Linked DNA regions of Anas platyrhynchos: region 2 is linked to region 1. The links are chromatin contacts, called in public Hi-C maps. All regions are on one chromosome and are shown on one strand. Each heading gives the region's core, a stretch centred on a gene start, on an enhancer-like site or on the middle of the called end of the contact. The rest is flanking DNA. Distances are from core to core; before and after follow the strand shown. Region 1 overlaps MYOM1 (myomesin 1). Region 2 overlaps LPIN2 (lipin 2).

Evidence for each region. Hi-C and Micro-C count contacts between places; a contact is called where the count stands out from the background.
Region 2: a Hi-C map of F1 follicle shows a contact between it and region 1, with 2.2 times the contacts expected there. The contact joins two enhancer-like sites. A contact is called at or near these places in 4 of 8 Hi-C or Micro-C datasets (F1 follicle, liver, skeletal muscle and 1 more).

The regions. Positions count from the first base shown.
Region 1 is chr2:52,868,188-52,872,352 of IASCAAS_PekinDuck_T2T, reverse strand. It overlaps MYOM1 (myomesin 1), which reads right to left. Exons shown (of 40, transcript XM_038174639.2): 11 at 3,966-4,107; 12 at 1,518-1,717; 13 at 1-32. Among named protein-coding and RNA genes, the nearest start is that of MYOM1, 32 kb to the right of the region's middle. Within about 2 kb of position 1,407, at least 2 of the 8 cell types and tissues checked have an H3K27ac peak or open chromatin away from gene starts, as enhancers often do.
Region 2 is chr2:52,943,576-52,947,597 of IASCAAS_PekinDuck_T2T, reverse strand. It overlaps LPIN2 (lipin 2), which reads right to left. Exons shown (of 20, transcript XM_027451995.3): 5 at 2,922-3,029. Among named protein-coding and RNA genes, the nearest start is that of LPIN2, 26 kb to the right of the region's middle. Within about 2 kb of position 2,092, at least 1 of the 8 cell types and tissues checked has an H3K27ac peak or open chromatin away from gene starts, as enhancers often do.

The DNA of each region.
Region 1 (4,165 bases), core at 158-2,657:
AATCTGTCCTGTCCAGGGAGCGGAAGGGTGACCTGAAACAGATGTCATAGAGAGGATGGAAATGAGAACTTTCATGAACTTTTGAAATATTGAGCAAACTGAGTCCTTTGTGGTTCAAAACTAACATTTGCAGGATTCACATGAGCTCAGTTCTTGGTGACTGCTGTGACTGTTACTCATGTAAGGATACTCAAACCTAGTTTAAAGCAGTTCTGTAATCAATACATCAAGAAAAAATTAATCAACAGAGGCACATATTCCTTGCTGAAATTTCTCTGAAGTCACTTAAGTGACAAGCAGAGGTATTTAGCTCACTCAGAGGTATTAAGCTCACTTGTTTTTAGAGAATTAACTTCATTTTCCATACTCTGTTCATTTGGTTTATAAGCTCACTCATTAAAGGAAGAGGCAAGGCTGCTCTTCGTCTCTTTTTAACCCACTTTCCCTCACATTTCCAGCTTTCAGAACAAGGGTCATAGTCACAGACAGAAATTACTCAGCCTGACTCAACACACCAACTTGATATGCTTTGGGTGGCTCTCTCAGTGCCTTTGCATTATCATATTATCACAGCTATGTAGCTCAATGCTGTCAGCCAGGTCAATGCATTTTCAGAGATAATTTTTGCAACTGCTGTTCTCCACCTCCGTGTGCTTCACCTTACATTGGCTGATTTGTTTTGGAAATTAGAGTAGAGATGGAGCAGATGGGAAGAAAAGTGGATCATGAGGGAGAAAAGGAGATGCAACAGGTCACCAAAATCAGACTCCCTCTCCTGAGACAGCTTCCACACTTCCCAGTGAAAAGCAAAAGCCCTCCCAGATTTCAGGTTTCACGTGTGACCACAGTATTTCCTAGTAGTGTCATACCTGGCCATTTTAAATAGTAAAACTTCAGTGATGAGTAGAAATACCTGGATTTCAGGCATGTGATTTTGGGATGTGGGTGGAGAAGGGGAATTTGAAGCAAACTTTTAGATAAACTCATCACCAAGGCCTTTGTGTCTAGGACGTCTCCAGGCTACAGGAGAAATATGCTCGACTTGTAAAAAGTTAACAGTTAAGCAGAGGGCTTGGGATCAATAATCTGTTGGGCTGCCCTGATATTTTGCTGATGTTATTGAAAGACTTTGGTCATCACATGAGTGCAGAATCAGCCACCCTTGCCTGCAGCACAGAGGGTGACTATTCACAGGATCCACTCAGCTATTTTGCTGGTGGAACAAAAGCAAGTCTCTTCAGGCAGTTTACTCTCCTGTGCCTTTTCCCTGCTTTCTGCAAGTCCAGAGTGCAGCACTGTAGCCAGCAAAGCCATTCAAGCTGTTGGAGCGCTTTGTGCAAAGAGCACTGAGATGAATCCTTCTTGGCAAACGTTGTCTCCAAAGAATATTTTGTTTTTGCATTGCTCCCTCTAGTGGGATTTTGAAGGCTTAAGAGTAAATAGTCAGACTTTTTATTTATTTATTTTTCATACAGCTTCTTAAGCCTTTCAGGCAAGCTACAAAAAACATGTCTTACTTCTAAGCCTGGCTCTGTCAGCAGGATCCAGGGCAGCCACAGGCTCAGACACCCGTGACGGTAGGCTAATGCCAGCTTTGTTCACCGCTCGGACTCGGAAGATGTAGGAGCGGCCCTCAATCAGACCAGTGACAGGAAAACGGGCAAACTTCACGGGAGTCTCATTGCACTGGGTCCAGTGGGTGGTGCCAACCTCACACCTGAAACATACAAACAGCAGGAAGGAGTAGAGCTGGGAAGGGGAAAACACAGACTCCAGGCACCCAGACCTTTAGTTTCACCATCCGTTCACATTCATTGCCTGAGGCAAGCCAGCTTCCCCAGCACTGGTGTCTGCTGGTGACACCAAAGCAGCTGCAGAAGGGGTCAGGGTCGAAGTGCCACCTGCCTATGCACTGAATCCCCTGCAGCTGTGCTCCGTCTTTCCCGAACTGGGGAGGGGACACAGACAGAACTCACTCCACTGTTCAACCCTTCAAAGAATGCTCTGGGAGGCTTGGGGAGTGTCAGCTTCAGCATACTTGAAGGGACATGAAATACGTGTATCCTTGGCAGTTGCCAGGAGCAGAGCTCATCCTGCATGCACGGTGCCCTACTGTACAGCCAGAGAAATAGCAGACTTCATGGTGCGTGGAAGCCTCTGTTCAGATTTCATCTGTGACCAACCCAGAACACAGAGAGCTGTGAATATGACTGAAGTCAGAAACCCAGCTTCAAAGTTGAAGAATTTGAAGCCCTACTTCAGATGGTGCTGTGGTTGCAAATGTTGTAATCTTAAGACCCAGCAATGTGGTGCTCATTCCACTGCTAAGCCTCACACCCTGGTGAGACGCAGTTTTTTTTGGCAGAAAGAAGAGAACCAGCAGCAGGGAGTGTAACGATTCCTGCTCAAGGATCCAGCAGGAGCCATCACTCCAGGAGCCCTTGTAGGTGGCTTCCCAGCATCCAGCCACAAGGGCAGCAGGAAAAGGAACCAGCAGCTCAGGAGATGCATTTTATTGCTGCTGATTTTTTATTGATACCTGCTGAAGTAAATGTTAGGGGGAAGCCTAGATTTCTCAGTACATGCAAACTTCTGTTTTCTGGCAAGTGTTACGGTCTTACTCAGGGTGGTTTCGTGGTCCAGGTTTCTGCTCAGCGTGAAGGATGCCCTAGTTTTAGCTTTAGCACAGACTGTTCCTGCTGCTTTAGGTGGCTTGCTCATGCTGCAAGGGCTAGCCTGGCTGAATATCTGGGTGTCTAAATACCTACCCTGAAATCAAACACTACCAAAGACAAGCAAATGTATGCTCTTTAATGGATTTCTCCTCTGCAAGGCTCTGTGAGGAAGCTGAGTGCTTTCAACACTGTTTTCTCAGTAACTGATCCACAGGCAGAATTTGCAATTTGCCAAAGGGCAGCAGGGAACATTTCTAACAGCCCTGAGCTTAGTATCTGACCACATCTTCTAGAATCCTATGCTAGAAAGATACCGATTTCGTTAGGTGGACCTGGGTGTGTGCTGCTGCTCAAACAACCCAAAGGAAGCTGTGTTTGGTATTGCAGAAATAAAGAGACTGCCTTGCCCCACAGGGCCCACAAAAGGACATGCTGCTGTGTCTGTGGGGCTGAAGGGCATGACAAGGCAACATTGCAAGGTGGAAAGTAAACTTGGCCACTTGGGGGAATATGCACCACAGGCCATGCTATATCCATGTATTCACATGATAGAAAATTGGCATTTGCTGCTGGGCAGTTTATACCAAAGCACTGCAGTTGATTTATGGTGATGTGCTGGAGAACAGTAACATGGCTTTGAATTGAACAGGAACACCATGTCACTAATGATGTATTCTGTTACTGAAATTCAAACAAATATTACCAGCTCTGAAAATTTCATTGTAAGTCTCAAAACAGTGGCTGAATTTCTTAAATCCCAAGCTTCTGGAATCCTGTCACGGTGTGACATATTCAGTTTTCATATTTTTAGAAATTATTTCCAATTCTTATATCATTGAATTGAAAAACACATAAATGCAATTTGCTTGTGAACATGAGAGCTTGAAAAACAACAGCACATGAAGAAATCCAACTCCCTTTGGAATAATATTTTGCTTTCTGGAGCATGGTAACTATTTGGAAACAGGAGGGAGAGCTCTGATCTTGAAGGAACTGACCCTGTGAGGTACCAGCATTGTAAAATCCCAAGGCCTTTTGAGCCTCACAAGAATCAGTGAGAGCTCAGCAGTGACTTGCAGAATCATTTTTGTGTATTGAAACAAACTAAGGCATAATTATTTCCCTGAAAGTTAGATCAGGCCCAGCCAACCTAAGACAAAAAGTTGTTTTTTTCTGGCAAGCATGAAGAATGAAAATAACAATGACCACTTTATCTCAGTCATTTAAACATGCTTTTAGGTTTCTGAGTTAGAATGCATAGCCGTTTTTCACACTGGTGTGCTTGCTGACCTGTCAATGAAGTACCCAATGATGGGGTTTCCTCCATCAACAGCCGGCTGTTTCCAGGAAACAATGACATAATCTTTGTTGGCATCTAAGCACTGCACATCCAGCGGTGCTCCAGGGGCTCCTGGGATTTCAGCATCAGCATCTGCAAGGATGGAGACACACATTTCCTAATGTGAACCACGGTTCTTTCACAATTAATC
Region 2 (4,022 bases), core at 843-3,342, 75 kb before region 1:
ATCTAACCTAAAACTCCCCTGGCATAACTTTAGCCCATTCACCCTCGTCCTGTCACCAGGCACATGGGAGAACAGGCCAACCCCCACCTCTCTACAGCCTCCTTTAATGTACTTATACAGAGCAATAAGGTCACCCCTGAGCCTCCTCTTCTCTAGGCTGAACAAGCCCAGCTCCTTCAGCCGCTCCTCATAGGACTTGCTCTCCAGGCCCCTCACCAGCTTCGTCGCCCTTCTTTGGACCCGCTCAAGCACCTCGATGTCCTTCTTGTAGCGAGGGGCCCAAAACTGAACACAGTACTCGAGGTGCGGCCTCACCAGAGCCGAGTACAGGGGGACGATCACCTCCCTAGCCCTGCTGGTCACAGTGTTTCTGATACAAGCCAGGATGCCGTTGGCCTTCTTGGCCACCTGAGCACACTGCTGGCTCATATTCAGCCGACTGTCCACCATCACTCCCAGGTCCTTCTCTGCCTGGCAGCTCTCCAACCATTCCTCTCCCAGCCTGTAGTTCTGCTTGGGGTTATTGCGCCCCAGGTGCAGGACCCGGCACTTGGCCTTGTTGAACTTCATACAGTTGACCTCAGCCCATCGGTGCAGCCTATCCAGATCCTCCTGCAGAGCCTTCCTACCCTCGAGCAGATCGACACACGCACCTAGCTTGGTGTCATCTGCGAACTTACTGAGGGTGCACTCAATGCCGTCATCCAGATCATTGATGAAGATGTTAAAGAGGACCGGCCCCAGCACCGAGCCCTGGGGGACGCCACTAGTGACTGGCCTCCAACTGGACTTGGCTCCATACACCACAACTCTTTGGGCCCGGCTATCCAGCCAGTTTCTAACCCAACGAAGCGTGCGCCAGTCCAAGCCAAGAGCAGCCAGTTTCTTGAGGAGAATGCTGTGGGAAAACTGACACAGGCTAACCAAGAAACGGAGAACCTACTCCCTTACGTGGCAATTTACCAACCAGTCACCCAGATACCACTGGAGATGATTTATTGTGATAGGCAGTACCTGCAGTAAAAATTTTCAAGGCTGCATTAATTAAAAGACAAGACCAGAAATCACAAACACTATATTCACAATCAAACATATCTATGCCCTGTAAAACTTTCATATGAAAACATCTCAAAGATTAACTTCTGAAGTAATCCTCTTTTTGAGATATGGTAACAGCTGAAGTTACCATATTAATTTAAAAAAAAAAAAAGACTATTAGCTGTTCCAGATCTCCCCCCCCCCCCCCCCAAAAAAAAACAAACGGTTATTATAACCTCTAATTTCTTTCACTGTATGATATATGCATTAAAGAATCTTTCTTTGGTGGCTCAGGAGAAATAATTCAATGTAAAACTTCCCTTTTCCCAGATAGATTTCCCCCCCCCCCCCAAAAAAAAAAGGGAAATAAAAATTGTTGATTTCTTTATTACTGGAAAGCTTCTTGCTAAAAAAAAAAAAAAGAAATCAAAAAACAGACAGTCCAGACGTCTCACAAGATTCACAGACAAATTGCTATAGAAGACTATCTCAATAAACATGTAAAGAAGAAAGGAGATTAGCACTGAAAGGATCTTGTCTCCTAGATATAATCTGCTAGCCTATGTTAGCTAGAGTTCGATAAACTGAAAAGAAGTACCAGCCTGTCTTGATGAAGGACTTGATGTTACAATTAACTAGATGATATAATCCATGTGGCACTGTATCATTCAGGGTCAAGCACTGTGGATGCTTTTCAACCACAAACCTTTAGGGAACATTTGAACACTACACTTATTAAGCACAATTGAGGATGTGGATGTCAGCCCAAAACATAAAAAGGAACAATAATGGGATTTCCTGTCCAACTGCTTCTGAGAGGCTTCTGTTCATTAACAAGCTATGACTGGGGGAATTGGGGAATTAGCAGGCACCAAGCATGGTGTGGTGCATTCAGACTTACTGAGGCCATGGCCCTGGAAAACACCCAAAGCAGGGAGATTATTTTTAAGTATTTTCTGAAGCTTAATCTATTCTGCTGTATGAGTAAAGAAACATAGGCACCTGGTACACTGAGCAGCTAAAAATGCAACAATGGCCACCACACAGGGCTGACCAGTAATGGTCACCACGAATGACACCATGAAAGTATCTGCTGTGAGGTAGACTCCTCAAACTGAAAAGCAGTAAAACTAGACACTCACCAGAGTTGACATGAATCATAGCATGCTGATCAGCATCTGCTGCTACATACACGCCCTTCCCTATGCTCAGTGTTCAGGTAAAATTCACCTCAAGGTTTGCATCTACTTACACTAATAGAGAGTAGTGTTAGAGTGGTAAAGCCAAACTTCTGAAGAATGAGTCTTGAAAAAGCTCATAAATGCCCCAGTCACTAACTGAAAATTGACTGGTGAGCCTTATCATGCCATCTGTAAGAATCCACAATCAACAGATGGTGCTTCTGGTATCTCTGGGTTAGTGTTCCGGTACCTAGTAAATCCTCTGTTCTGTGCTGCAATGATCCGAACTCAGGACCTCGCTTTACCTCAAGTAATTTGCACCTGACAAGTTCGAACTTACATACCCAGTGCTTCTGCCTTATGGCATATCAAATGTTACTTATGCTAGTGTGAGTCATGGGAACACAGGAACTTTTCGTACAATTAATAAGATTTTGTTGAGAAAGGTATTTTCTTTCTTTGATAGTGAATTTGAGCAAGAATATTTTGTTCATGTGAGGAAAAAGATGAAAATTTGGTTTAATACATAGAGTGGAAAATTCCCCAAAGTTCCAAATAAGCAGCTTACGCCACATTGGGTATCACAGAACTTAGACGAGTTGGATAGTATTACAGATCAAGAATTAAAAAATAATAATAAAAAGGCACATTTATTATAATCATTCATCTTTATATGCACAATGACATTACAAAGTGACTTACTTATCCAGAGGAGACCAGTCTCCATCAGATAAGGGGTAATGATCCGTTGAGTGATAAATCAAGGATTCTTTTTGTTCTTCGCCTTTTGGTGATGAATTTGAGGATCCTCTGTAGAAATAACATGAGACATTTAATAAGTCAACTGTAAGAAATCTGCATTACTAATTCAGTTAGAAAAGTGACTTTACGTGCTATTAAAAATCCAAGATCTAAAGGAAGAAGTGTAGAGCTTAAAGAATTAATTGTTTGCAGCACACCTGTAAACAAGTTAATTATTACAGAATCAAATGTTTTTAAATATTGCAAGTTTAGAAGGTCTCTGATACCATGTAAGTTAATACTGAACTAGGAATTCATGATAACTTAAGTGATACCACTCTCTACAGCCAGCTAATACTACCAAAACCCTCACTTAGACTTGCTGCTGGCCACACAATTCATCTGTAAGTTTGCATCATGGCTACACAGTGCAAATAATACAAGAAAGATGAGCCTGTAACTTCAGTGTAAAATGCAAAAAGTTATTTTAAGACATTACTATGAAAGAAAGAAGAAATATTTCCTCCATTAGCAGCATGCTTGTACTGAACCTCTTTTGGAATGCTAATGCTAATTTATCTTATGGACATAGAAAAAAATTATCATTATATATTAAAATACATAAATACTTAGATTTTACACACTTACTTAATACTGCAGCTTACTTAGGCTGTAAGCAGTTACAGTGATCTCTCATTTGAGCACGTCTTTCATTTGGAAGAGTCTAGACTCTGTTAAATACTGAACTCATAAATGTATCTTAATACTAGGTATTATTATTCTTATGAAATGAGAGCCCTGATGATGAAAGCTTGGCTTGATGTTATAGCTGCAAAGACTTTTGTACACACCTTTGCACTCATAAACCAAGCTATAATAGAAAAGTTTCATACTATTTTATTCAGTGCTAAGTATCTAAAAAACAGGCAAAAGATGTTATCAAAAGATTAACAAAAGCACACTAGAAAACTATTACAGAGGGGTCCTCAATATTTTGACTTCAGAGGGTGGGCAAGATGACAAGTAGGTGGTACTGAACAGATTTTGTTCACTAGGAGTTGG